2 separate regions of the Zea mays genome follow, and region 2 is linked to region 1. Evidence: chromatin contacts called from public Hi-C data. All regions are on one chromosome and are shown on one strand. The core of a region is the stretch at or near the end of the contact, and the rest is flanking DNA. Distances in the headings are between cores, read along the strand shown. Region 1 holds the start of LOC100381825 (ARM repeat superfamily protein). Region 2 has its middle 71 kb from the start of LOC103649866.

Region 1 (6,865 bases), core at 2,122-4,621:
GATTACGGGATGGGGTCTCACAAACCGATGACGGCGACACTGTTCGATGATAGAATTGATCTAAGCAAAACCCAAAACCTAATGTCGCGGAGGCTGCTGAATAAATAGAGTATTAGGGCGTGTGTGACCCCTGGACTCGCCCCTAATGGGCTTCAACGCGATATACGGCCCAACGGCCCAACAGACGGTGTCGCAGCATCAAAACAGAATCTGAACGCTGAATTGTTTCGACGATTCCCGTTGACTCCGGATGAATTTTAAGGTGGAACCAGTTGGGTTGGTTAGATAATCTCCTTATCTTTCCAACTATATCAAGTCCGTCGCAATCGGAGTCCGGATGCATCCTAGGTGTCCATTTTAGTGTAGACTGGTCCTGGAACCCGAGATGGAGTCGCAGCCGAGTTAGGCTTGATCTCCTTCCTGTTGTGGCCGCCCTTGCTGCTCCTCCTCAACACCTTGGCCTTTCCCAAGTCCTTGCTAGTCCTCTCCAAGGTACCTAATCATCAAAACATCCATGGCCCCGAGCGTAAGCTCTGAAACACAATTGACTAGGGTGGAACGTACCTGGAGATTTAGTTGTCGTGCACGAGATCGTGTTATCGGTCCATTCATTGTATGTATAGAAGTGATGTCCTCATCACCTTGCCATGCCATGTGACCAATCTGGGCCCACATGCGCCATGCGCCATGCGCCATATACCCTAACCCCTAACCCACATACGCCCGTGAAACCGTGAGGGTTGGCTCTGATACCACTTGTAACACCCCGTCCACTCCCGGACTGGCGGTACTTACTCCTGGCTGCTCTCTAGGATCATATATTGTCCCTACAGACCAACACGAGTCTTTCTGTGCACACTTTGTCCTCACTTATGCGCACCCGAGAAAACTTCTCAGTCGGTCACCCATACCAAATTGCTCTAAGCCAAGCACACCTAACTTGGAGGTTCTTTTGAGATTGGCTTCCGAAAAAAAGATGCACCTTGTTGATATGGATACTCTATTAATTCTATTAAGCCTTGGGCCAGGATATCACCATCCCACTAGGGCCAGGATATCACAGCGTCATAGACTCGCAGCGAGGGCTGAGGTGAGGGGCAGATATAGGAAACGAGGACCAACGAGTCAGGGCTAGGTGGAGGACTATGGAGCGACAAGGTAGGACTGGCTAGTGCCTAGGTAGGGGCGGATGGGCAAGGGGCCAAGGAGTCCTCATCATTGCTAGGCAACCGAGTGGGGGAGTCCCGACGTGCCACTGCCACAGAGGAAGAGGAAGCCAGCAATGGGTGTCTGTTTCGCACTGCAGAAAGCGAGAGAGTGGATAACTGGAGAAGGGGCGACGCCGATGAACCTGGTGGCCAGTGGGTGCTTGTCGGCGACGTGCCCTGTTGTTGCCGCCGATCACCCTGGACAGGAGAGGAGGATTGAGGAATCAAGGAATGAGGATAGGGGTTTAGGGACGACGTTTAGGCTGATATTTTAATGACATGGACCCGTAGAATTATACTGGTAGCAGGCATTAAGTGCAAGCGAGATTTTATGTCTGTGTCCTACGTGGGCGATTTTTTGTCCATACCCTTTCTCTTAGGTGTCATCGGGTATAAAACCTCGAGATACCTGTGCCCACAAGCAGAATTGCAATATCTCTACTACTTATTAAGGCTGCAAGGGTAGTCGACCATTCCGTGTTCTGCCACCATTCTCATTTCTTGTTCTGCGTTTCTCATTCCCATATTCTGTTCTGTCTTTCTCATTCCTCCCTCCCCGCAAAGCCCATTCCCATTCCCTCGTGGGTACATCCCACGTCTAGCTAAAATTAAAAAAACACACATGTCCTCAAGGGGATTTGAACCCGTGACCTCTCAAGCAAAGGCCAAGAGTAGCTACCGCTACACCACATGTGTGTTTATGTCTACATCTATGATAGAAAACACATCTACTACATCTCTCACCAAACTCACTTGCTACCCTTGCACAATGCGTAGTAGTAGATAAGTATCATCGAGATTCTTGAATTATATTTTTGGATGGAGGTAATATTATTTAAAGAAGAACTTTGTATGCAATTTTTTGTTTGAATAATGTATTATACTTAATTTCTCTTTTTGCATGTGTGATCTTTTTTCTTCGTAATATTTTTTCCATGGATCAGAATAGTGAGTCATTTTCATAAACCAACGACAAACATTAATCCATGTTTCTTACTTAAAACTCCGAACAAACACCATCAGCAGGAGGCACTCGCGTTGGCGTCGCTCATCGATGACGAGAAGAAGCTTGGCGACTGTCAGTTCGACCTCTAGAAGCAGTCCTACGTGGTCGCATGCGTCGCTGTGTACGACAAGCTCCCACGAAGCCACTGTTTGGACGCGGTCCAGAGCAGCTGCACCGCGCTGTCCATCGTTAAGAGGGGGGCCTCATGGTTGTCGCCAACGTCGACGACTGTTGGGTTGTTCTGGACACCGCATCCGACGACGATGCCATCACGCCATCCAGCTCATCGTCCACCTAAAGCCCAACTTGCTACGTAAGTCGCTACTGACCGGACATGAATTCTTGTGCATTGGGACGATGCTGACGTTGTGTGAGTGTCCTCGAACATGATGTATGTAGTGGAGTAATGCATCCGGTGATGCAACGACCAAGTGTACTACCTCACTGATGAGCCCGGGGTGCACTTCGTTTGGCAGCCCAACCAAGAGTCATCGGTACTCGTCATGTCGTGCGCGTTTGACGACTACTATATCGAGAATCGTGACGTCATCTTGGCGCTGGAGGTGACGCAGAGGAGGATCGACAACAGTGACCAGTTCGTCATCCTCGCCATCGTCAGGGTAGCTTTTGTGTGGGTCTGACTTTAATTCTCTTCGCAAACACACACACTTACCTTTTTGTTTAAGCAAGAGCGTATGGTGGTGCGTGTCTGATGACTAACGATGTACGAGAGAATTTCTTCCGGCATGTGTGGAACGTGCTCTCCAATGATAAGACCATACAAATCGTGGCATATATCGAAGACTGCATGATACTGATGGTTGCAATGTATTGGTGAAACGACTAGATTAAAATAACAAAATTTATGTATGGCTAGGATCACAAATTGATTATGAAATATTTTTTTCATAAAAATATAATACATATTTTGTATATAAGTTATCGTAGTATACTGGTTGCATAGTCGAAGGATTAATACTATTCTCACTTACGCTAAAATATCATGTGCCTTGAATTTATTATCATTTGTGGTTTCATTGTTCGTGGAAAAAACTATCATATATTGCTTATTTTATGTGTAGGGCATATATAGTGCGTCTAATTTTCTAGTATAGCTTGGAATTCGATGGAATTTGTACAGGAAGGAAACACACGAACACAACGCGAGCGCCAAAATAGCATAGTCCCGCCGCCGCCCCGTAACCCGCGCGGCCGACCCCAGCTCCGCCTCCTCCGCTCGTCCGCTCATCCGCCGTCTTCCGTTCCTCCACTGCATGGCCTCCACCCTCCGCCCGAGCACCTCGGCTCCTCCATCCTGCGGCCCCACGCCTCGGCTGCTCCGCTCGTCCAGCCTTCGGCCCCGCGCTCACCGCGGCCGCCGTATCTCCCGTCATCTGGCCATCCACAACGGTGATGTGGAGCACGTGGTATGTCGTGAAGGGCTAAAGGCAGTTTCATCTCTGGCGTCACGGTGAGGGAATGCCACAACGTGGCGGACGCCACCGCCGTGGTGCTCCCCTTGCGACGCCTAAGCTACTTCTTTTGCAGGTACGGGCGACCTAGCTTGCATCTGTTAATTGGTTTATATGTTTTGCCCGCAAGATGTGTACAATACTCAAGTCGCTACATTCTGGACGTTTGGTTGCTTTGTATGAATAGCAGTTCAATTGTTTTTCAAGATTTAGGATCTGATTTGGTTGGACTCTCAGGATAGTATAGCAATACAGATGCAAATAGGTGTGGAATGATATTAGGATTTGATTAACATTTTGAAAGGACCTAGGAAATAATCCGGTTGAAGATTTCAAGATGATGCAGACCTGGACACTATCATTGCAAGCAAGAATTGTGAGTGTTGCTGCCAATCTCACCGTTCGTTAAAAAAAATGTGTACCTTTTTCATTAATAATATAAGTGTCCTGTACTGGTCTACGTTGGACCCACCTTTTCTTCTTATTATATTGATGCGCAACTCGAGAGAAAAAAGTAATGCCCTAGAAATTGTCTATTCAAATGAGTTCAAGGTTCAATATCACCTGTAGTCCCGAAAGTTCAGGGTAATATTTATTCAATTAGGAAACTAGATGACTCATAATACCATTTGCTCATTACATATTGCCAAGTACACCAAATGAACTTTTTGGACAGCACTTAATAGTTTTCTCATACTTTATAGAGCTGCCTCTAAGGCCAGTTGTAGAGGAATTGGCAAGCCGCTTCGTGCCTGGCTGGTATTGCAGTTATTGTTCTGAACTGTGCGTATCTGTTTCATGTTCTAATATTCTGGCTTCTGCGCATGTAAAGAAAACATAATTTGTGGTTTTCTTTCTGAAGGAAGCTCTGTAGCAGTGGCCTTGCAGTTGCAGAAACTTTTTGAAGCTAATTCATATCCTTTTAATCTGGTAGCAGTGATTAGTCAGAGTAGGGCATCTAGCTGAGTGGTTGGATGGCTTGAGTAGCATTCCTCAAGTCCTGATTTTGACTTCCCGTTGAGTGAATTTTCAGTTTGAGGTTAAAAAAGTGCCCCCGTTTGTATGCCACAGTACAAGTCTAAGGTCCGGCCCCAGTCATGATCATTCTTACATGTGCTACGGTACCACTGAGTGGGGCAAGGGTTCGAGTGTTTTTTCGAACCGTGTGAGAAAATCTTCTTATGCAATGCTCGAGGCTATCTTAAGTTTTTTATGGTGTGTTTTGTTCAGTTTTTTGAACTTGCTTCTACTTTAAAAAAACAGAAGCTGAACTAAAGGGGTTTAGCTTTTCTAGTAGTACTTGAAAAACCAGTTTTTTTATAGTACAAATTTAAAAGCAGCTTGGACCTTGCTTTTTGCTGCTTATCTAAGTTTGATATATTAATAAAGAGATATGACAAATAGGAATTTAAATGAGATAAAAAATAATTAAATATTATAATAAATGAAATAAAAAAATATTTTTTAGAAAATATAAAAACTGGAATTGTAAAAATGAATTATTAATTCAAAGAAGAGATATGGCAATTGGCAAATAGAAAATAAAATGGGACTAAAAATAATTAATTGTTAGAATAAATGAAATAAAAATATATAGCAAGTGGTGTCTAATTTTATTTGTAAAAAAATTAGGAACACAAATGTGAAATCAATTTTTTAATTAGATACATTGATTAAGAGATGTAGTTAAACAACACAACAGTTTGAACCAAATGACCTTTAGTTTTTTACAGCGGACAACTCATAACATTTTTTTTACAGCTCACAGCTGAACCAAACGCATCCTTGGACTACTGTTGGCTTTTAATTTTGTTAATATATTTTGGACCCAAAACTGAATATTTTTTTGAACCCGCAAAAGGCTTGCGTGCCATTCATCAGAAGGAAGAAAAGGTAGTACATAAAAGCGGGGTCACTAGCCTAAAGCGGCCAGTGGAAACCCGCCCATAGTGAAAAGCCTATAGAGGCCAGAGAGGCAGAGACAATCCACCCAACTGCAGAAAAGAGAAAGACTAACAACAGATTAGAGAGGCAGCCGTGGCCCGTCTAATAGTTCTCTAAGCCCCGAAGCCCCAGCCATACACCATAGTTTGCCTTCATTTGAGATGGACTGCAGGACAGTCCTCTCTTTGGGCCTAGCCCCATTGATAACACAATCATCCCGATGCTTCCATAGTTCCCACATCGTGAGGATTATCAGGGATTTTAGCCCTTTTCTCATCCCTTTAGGGACTACTTTTGCTGATCTGCACCACCAGGATGAGAAGCTTGGCTTATAGCTGATAGGTTATGAACAAACGAGAATTACTGATAAAATTTTCTGTACAAGGTGTGGTCATTTATCAGTGGTGCTGACTTGCGAACTATTACAAGTATTTGTTCCTTCTCATCCGTGGTCTCTTTTTGGAAACAAATAATATCACACACTGCTGTCTCATAAGCACACACTCTGCTGACCGATTCTGGGTTCTGCCGTATCACAGAAACAGCGAATAGATAGGCTGCAGGTGCAAGAGTTGGTACCAGTGAAGCTGATGCATCTTAATTTGTTCTGACCACATGTTTAGTAGCAGCAGCACTATCAAATGCTTCTTGCCATTTATAATACGTAAGAATATGATTTTGTATTGCATATTTCTTCAGGGGACTACTGAGGATCTGAAACGTGCAGAAGCACAACAGGACACTGTAAAACAGTAGAAGTAAGCAAGTAGCCCTCATATAGAGGGCATTTTTAGCTAAATTATTTAGAATGGATCAATTGCAATTTGCAAATATGCATCAGTGATCAAATGGACCAAATCACTTTGTAGTAAGCATTAGATGGACTTGTGTGGCTGGTCAGTGCTGGACGTTGTCATGGACCTTCGATCCATGGGGATAGCTGTCTTCTCCGGCGAGGTTATACCCCTCTGCCGCAGGCTTGGTTCTAGGGTAGCAACCCTAGGCGCTTGAGAGGGTCATTGCAAGAGAGAGAGATTGGTTTGATAATGGTCTTGCTTGATTTATTCCCTGCTGCCATGCGGTTTATAAATAGCCCTATGGCTAACCAACTTCTCCTACAAACTCTCAACTAACTCGTACTTTCTTGGACTTATATGCTGCTAACCAACTCTCCACAATTCTCTCATCTCAATCTTATTCTCTAGCCTTATCCCAGCTCATCTCAATCTTATTCT
Region 2 (7,133 bases), core at 1,423-3,922, 410 kb before region 1:
TGTTTTTGTGTGGTCTTGTTCTTAACTCATAGCATTTGAGAACAAGTTCCCAACAGACCATGCAGCGAAATGGTCAATGATTAATGTGTTTGAGATTTTCTGATGGTGTCATTTTTCGCCTATCTCGTTGAGACCATTTAGTGTAGGTCTTCGCAGGGCGAGGAGGGACAACGATACGACATAAGAGAATATGAAAAATGTGGCGAGGGCGAAGCTAGGGCCATGTGTTCTTAATTTATGAGGCCTCCTTTCATGATTGTTGTAGTGGTTTAGGTGCTTTGGAGAAGGGGTTGAGGTTTCCTAACCGTATTGTCCTTAGGCATAGAGGAATATACTTCCATCCTAGAGCAGATGGAAGGGCAAGGGCAATACGATCTTTTGTATTGCCTATGGACTGGGGATGACAATGGGTACAAGTATGAATAAATAACCACGGATAATTGCCCATTAAACACGTATATGATGGAATTTGCTATCCACGTGTACAGGTATAGATATAATAAAGTACATGCAGATAACTTTTTCGTGGGTATGGATATCTAGTATCCATATCAGTTACCCGATGGGTAACTGACATATGGGCCAACCAAATTCAATACATTGTCCTAAATTCCCATTTTTCTTTTTTTTCCATCGATATATGTTGTTTGGTGCTGAAGTTATCGTTTAATGCTGCTAGAATAATATTTTTTTTAAATGTGATAAAATTGTTGTTTGATGTTGAATGCTCAAATTATAGTGGTCAGGTAGATAATAGATATCCGACGGGTACGTGTATAAATACAGATCTATACCCATGAATATATATAGGTATGAATATGGGTTGAGTTTTATTTGGGGTAGGGGTTCTTAAAACATATATCGGTGTCCTACTCGTTCGATTGTTATCTCTATTGACACATATAAATAGTGCCTACAAGGACACTGGTTAGGTGGACAAGAGTAATGATGTCTGTGTACATCAAGATTTTTTCCAGTCTTAGGTCTTGTTTGTTTGTGCCGTATTGGTGGGTCGGAACGATTCCTAACCGGATTGCTTCTCTAATTTATATAAACTTTGATTAGCTGGAACGATTCTAGGTGCAATCCTACAGAAACGAACAAGCCCTTATTATTTCTACTCGTTTTCGTTGCAACTTCATTGCTTTCAGGGCAATTGTTTGGTTTGACAACTCCTGGAGACTGCGGTCGCCGGTCTAGAAAACTGTGACGTCCCTCATGGTTGTTCGAACCTTAGTTTCTTGGCCCCAAGAAATACTGCAAGACAGAGATGAAAGATGTATAGAATCAGCAAAGTCTAGGCGCCCAAGGTTAGCATGTCGTGATGTCTTGATATCATTTTGATAACGGTATAATAATGAATTCTAGTAACTATTTCAAGGTACATAAATAATTTGGAGCAATCCACCCCATGTAACTTTTTGCCTCCTTTGTTATCACTTGTGCCCAAGATTGTTTACACGAGAAGACATATTTCCTTGGATTTGTAACATATATTGTCTTGGATCAGTTCTTCCGTGAGTGTTTACATGGTTAGAAAAGGACATGCAAATAAAACTAGAAGTACGCTGTGGCAATATGAAAAGGTAACGAATTTGATGGCTACAGAGGTACATGGTATCCCATCATTTGAATGTCTCAATAAACTGGGTATTTTTAAAATAACTTTAGAGATTACGATATATATTTTGAGTTTAGTTGCAATTGTCTTATACATAGTTTGATTGCTAGAGAGGTACATGGTATCTGACATCATTTGAATGTTTCAATAAAGTGGATATTTTTTAAAATAACTTTAGAGATTACGATATATATTTTGAGTTGACTTGCAATTGTCTTATACATAGAAATTATAATTTGGTTGTTGTATATGGCACATATATTAGGTTTAGATCTAATCATGGGCCACTCAATCCGACCAACCCAACCCGATCCGTCCGGAAAAAAACTCGGCCCGATCCGATCCGACCAATGCAACGGGTAGGTATAGACCATAATTTTTGACCTGCAATAATTCATGAATTAGGTATGGGGCCATATTTTTTTACCCAAAATCCGACCCAACCCGAAAAAACCTGTGCCAAAGCCAAAAAATCCCAACCTAACCTGAAAAAACCCGATCCAACACTAGATACGGGTGGGGTACGAGCTATGCTAAATGGCCTATGACTCGATCTTGATCCGACCCGTTTGAACATGTTGAATTAGGCTAATAGTATGGGAAAGTGATTCGGGACAACGGATATGCTACTTTTCTATGGGCCTCAATCAAACCCGCTTACCTGCAGTCTCGCAATGGTGCAACGGGCCAGGCGTAGGCCATCGTGTAGTAATGGGGCTTTATGGAGGGCCAGTTTGATAACTGTAGACCCACTTATTCGGTTACACCAGAAGAGGATTAAATCTCTCTACGGTCTAATTTAGGTATTTTAATATTGATTTCAATCCATATGTATTAAGATGGATTAGTATGTAACCTAAACTAATTTACACCTAATTTACCTCAATATATATGAATTGCGGTCAATATTAAAGTACCTAAAAAAGTCTTAGAGAGGATTTAATTCTCTCCAATCTTATTTTGGATTGATGTAACCAAACAAACATGGCAGAGAAGCGTCCTGTGGCTCAGCCTGGCGTTCCGTCGGCCCAAGGCCCACGTATTACCGGAGGACGAGGGTTTGGGCCCTCTGCAAGTCCTTTTGCATCTACCACGGAGGGAAAGAAAAAAGAGCGAGCCACTGCCTGTCCATTGTTTTGATGATACAAAAAAGTCAAACTTTTGAAACCAACCAAGAAAAAACATGACTTTAGGGCCTGTTTGTTTACCCCCAGATTATATAATCTGGATTAAATAATCCTAAGAAGCAAACAAACAGTCCAGCTTATTTGCCCAGATTATATAATCTAACCTCTTGGATTATGATAATCCATAAGCAAGTGAGGAGGTGCTTATTTCACATTATTTTTTTTCCCACTTTCCCACTATCCTTTCAAGTTTCCTATAAATTACCCACCATTGCCATTATAATCCACCAAATCGTTTTTGCGCCTATCGGATCGGAGAAGCCCGCCGCCCAACAGAAACCCGCCGCCTAGCCCCCACCCCCCGCGCCCCGCGGCACAGGATCCCGCCGCCTGGCACTCTGACGCGTCCCGCGCGCAGCAGATTCCCGCCCGCCGCTCCGACGCGTCCCGCGCCCCACGGCACAGGATCCCGCCGCGCCGTGCCAACGGGACGGACGTACGACGGGGCCGGCCGATTCCCGCCGCAGATCAGCTGGGGCGCCTAATTTTTCTCTGCAACTGTCCTGCCGAGATCCAGAGTGCGACCATCTAATTGCTACAATGCTACTCTATCTACAGGTGTATTGTGATGGATCCTCCGTCGGAACCAACAGACATTGAATCAGGAGTTGGTGATGTTACGGCACCTGAACGAGGCAAACCAACCATGGTACGTGGTTCCATGACGGCAGGTCGTCGTGGCGCAGGATTTACACTGGCAGGGCGTAGTGCCGGTCGTGGCACTAGTTGTGTGATACGCGGTAGTAGGAGTGCCGGAAGGAGCATTCGTGGTGGCCGAAGTGTTGGTATTGACATCGATTTAAATGCTCAAGGTCGGGAAGATAATGAACCAATTGAAGTTGAAGCTGAAATTACTGCAAATAATTCGGTGAGTAATTTTCTAACACATGGCCATTGCTAATTTATAGACATTTGTAATGTTCATATGTGATATGCTTGTATATATATTTTCGTATAGAAGGAGAAATATGACAAGGCAGATTGGTCATCCATGAATACTAGAACTTTTTGTGAAATATGTGTTGAAGAGGTTGAAGCTGGTAACAGACCAAATGGAACACTAACTACTTCAGCGTATAAAAATATTTGTGTTAAGTATCGACAAAGAACTGGTTTGCTTCACAGCAAAACTCAATTGAAGAATAAGTGGGATTTACTGAAAGGGCTTTACAGTTTTTGGCTTGGTCTAAACAAAGATACAGGACTTGGATGGGATTCTAAGCTAGGGACTGTGATTGCAAGTGATGAATATTGGAAGAAAAATACAAAGGTAATAACATATTAGTTAAAGTTATATTGTACTTGTTTTAATTTCTTTCATCTATGATGTAGTACTAAATATTGTAATTGTTATACAGAGGCATCCTGATTGGAAGAAACTGAAATATGGCCCTCCAGAAAATGAAGATTTCATGACACAAATGTTTGAACATATTGCAGTGGATGGATCTACATCATGCGCTCCAGGTGAATTTTATGATGTGGAAAATCATGAGACTGAGGTTGATAGTATTGATGGAGTTGATTTTGGCACATTTGAGGCAGACTGTGATGCTCAATATGATGAATTTGTGTCTCCTTTTGCTAGTGGCAGCAAGTCAACTCAGTCGAAGAGAGGCGTCTCAACTTAGTCAAAGAAAAGAGCTAGTCCTACTGTTGTTAATAGCCCACTGAAGCGCTCAAAGAATCCCATGGTTAAGGTCATGATTAAGATTCATAATACTTTGGAGATCAATTGCAATATTTCAAACAAAGTAATGCTTGGTGAGTATAGGTATGAATCAATAAGCAATATGTTCAAACTGGAGAGCGCGCGACAGGATAAGGTGTTAGACGATCCTTGCATTGAATGCTCCTGCGATCCGGTCGGCTGGCGAGGCGATCTGGCCAAGGTTGCTTCTCCGTGAAGCCTGCCCGAGCTGGTCCTCGGGCGAGTCGAAGGTGCGCCCGTTGCTTGAGGAGACCCTCGGGCGAGGCGTGAATCTACCTTGGTCTATCGTTCCTGCACGAGGCTGGGCTCGGGCGAGGCGAGGTCGTGTCCCTTGAGTGAACGGAGCCTTGACCGGAATTGCGCCCATCAGGCCTTTGCAGCTTTGTGCTGATGGGGGTTACCAGCTGAGATTAGGAGCCTTGGGGGTACCCCTAATTACGGTCCTCGACAGTTGTGATGAAGATGAAGATTATATGCCAATGCTATCATCTCAGCCTAGTACTAGTCAATTTGGGGATGAAGAAGGTGACATGAATGCCTTCTGTGAAAATATTGCTAATGCAGTATTTGCCAATGTCAATTGAATTATTTTTTGAAATTATTTATGTAATAAATTATGAATACTCAGAAACGTTTGTTATATTGTTCATCTCATATATGAGTTTCAACCTAGTACAAATATAGAGGGCATTCTTGTCTTTCTCGTACAAAAGAATCCTATTAACAACTCAAATAATCTGGGTAAACAAACAGGACTACTCAGATTATATAATCTAGATTATATAATCCAGATTATAATCCAGATTATATAATCCTCTAAAAATAATCCAGATTATATAATCTATGGGGTAAACAAACAGGCCCTTAGTATACAGGGTTGGATGGTTGTTTTATTATCACTTGGAAAGCAGTTAGCAGCCGCCAAGTGACAACCAACCAACTAGATCAGTATAGGGATGGCAACAAAAAATTCCCCGTCGAGTTTTAGTTCACCATACCCGTTCCTGCGACAAAAAAAGTTCCCCGCAGGATCCCCACGAACTCTTGCGGGGGTATTTCTTTCTCATCCCGTTCCCCGTAAGGATAAATCCCCATCAGAGATCCCCGTCCCTACTTAAATTATAATCATGACATACTTTCTTTGTTATTAATACAAAACATTGTTACTTATACACATTGCTAGATGTTAGAAATTATTATGTGTGCATTAAAATAAACATATTTGTACAACGAGTTATCTCTTAACAATGTAATTATTTAATTTTTTCATTTTATATTTGTCGGCGTTTCGAGACCGGGGGGTCCCTCAGGCCGACGAGTGAGTACCGCGTGCCCCAGCCCAGATGGGTCGAGCGAGTGGGCGAGCGCGAAGGGGGGAAAGGAGCGAGGAGGCCGGAGTCCGGCGCGAGAGAGATGGGAATCCCGCGGCCTTCGTGTTCGTCCCGCACCCAGGTCGGGTGCGTTTGCAGTAGGGGGTTACAAGCGTCCACGCGGGTGAGGGAAGCGAGCGGCCCCAAGAGAGCGCCTGTCCCGTCCTCGTCCCCGCGCGGCCAACCTTCTCTAAGAAGGCCCTGGTCCTTCCTTTTATAGGCGTAAGGAGAGGATCCAGGTGTACAATGGGGGTGTAGCAGAGTGCTACGTGTCTAGCGGGGGAAGAGCTAGCGCCCTAAGTACATGCCAATGTGGCAGCCGGAGAGATCTTGGCACCCTGCTGGTGGGATGTCGTGGCTGTCGGAGGAGCAACGGAGCCTGGCGGAGGGACAGCTGTCGGAGCGGTTGTTTCCTTGCTGACGTCCCCCTGCTTCCGTAAGAGAGCTGAGAGCCGCCGTCGTCACAGGGCATGCGGGGCGCCATCATTGCCTATCTGGTGGAGACAGCTAGATGGGACTCCGGTCTTGTTCTCTGCGGCCCGAGTCGGCTCGGGGTAGGGTGATGATGGCGCTTCCTGTTGACGTGGCGGGCCTGTGCCCTAGGTCGGGCGACGTGGAGGCTCCTCCGAAGCCGAGGTCGAGTCTGTCCTTCATGGCCGAGGCCGAGTCCGAGCCCTTGGGTCGGGCGAGGCGGAGGTCGTCGGCAGAGGCCAGGGCGGTGTCCGAGCCCTGGGGTCGGGTGAAGCGGAGTTCGTCGTCTTCTTGGGCTGAGCCCGAATCCGAGCCCTGGGTCGGGCAGAGCGGAGTTCGCCGTCTTCCGGGTCTTAGCCCGAGTCCGAGCCCTGGGTCAGGCGGAGCGGAGTTCGCCGTCTTCCGGGGCTTAGCCCGAGTCCGAGCCCTGGGTCGGGCGGAGCGGAGTTCGCCGTCTTCCGGGGCTTAGCCCGAGTCCGAGCCCTGGGTCAGGCGGAGCGGAGTTCGCCGTCTTCCGGGTCTTAGCCCGAGTCCGAGCCCTGGGTCGGGCGGAGCGGAGTTCGCCGTCTTCCGGGGCTTAGCCCGAGTCCGAGCCCTGGGTCGGGCGGAGCGGAGTTCGCCGTCTTCCGGAGCTGAGCCCGAGTCCGAGCCCTGGGTCGGGCGGAGCTTCCTATGGCGCCTTTGGCAGGGCCTGGCTCCCTGTCAGCATCACTCTGTCAAGTGGCGCTGCAGTCGGAGTGGCGCAGGCGGCGCTGTCCTTCTGTCGGACCGGT

What was found. A called contact is a pair of places that touch in the nucleus more often than the background predicts.
Region 2: a contact with region 1 is called in a Hi-C map of leaf, with 6 times the contacts expected there. The contact joins the enhancer-like site here to the promoter of LOC100381825 in region 1. A contact is called at or near these places in 2 of 25 Hi-C or Micro-C datasets (ear and leaf).

Annotation. Positions count from the first base shown.
Region 1 is chr3:25,426,627-25,433,491 of Zm-B73-REFERENCE-NAM-5.0, reverse strand. It overlaps LOC100381825 (ARM repeat superfamily protein), which reads left to right and starts at 3,371. Exons shown (of 20, transcript NM_001321373.1): 1 at 3,371-3,762.
Region 2 is chr3:25,831,585-25,838,717 of Zm-B73-REFERENCE-NAM-5.0, reverse strand. No RefSeq gene overlaps it. Among protein-coding and RNA genes, the nearest start is that of LOC103649866, 71 kb to the left of the region's middle. Within about 2 kb of position 2,672, at least 17 of the 20 cell types and tissues checked have an H3K27ac peak or open chromatin away from gene starts, as enhancers often do. A contact at or near this core is called in ear and leaf, where this site is marked.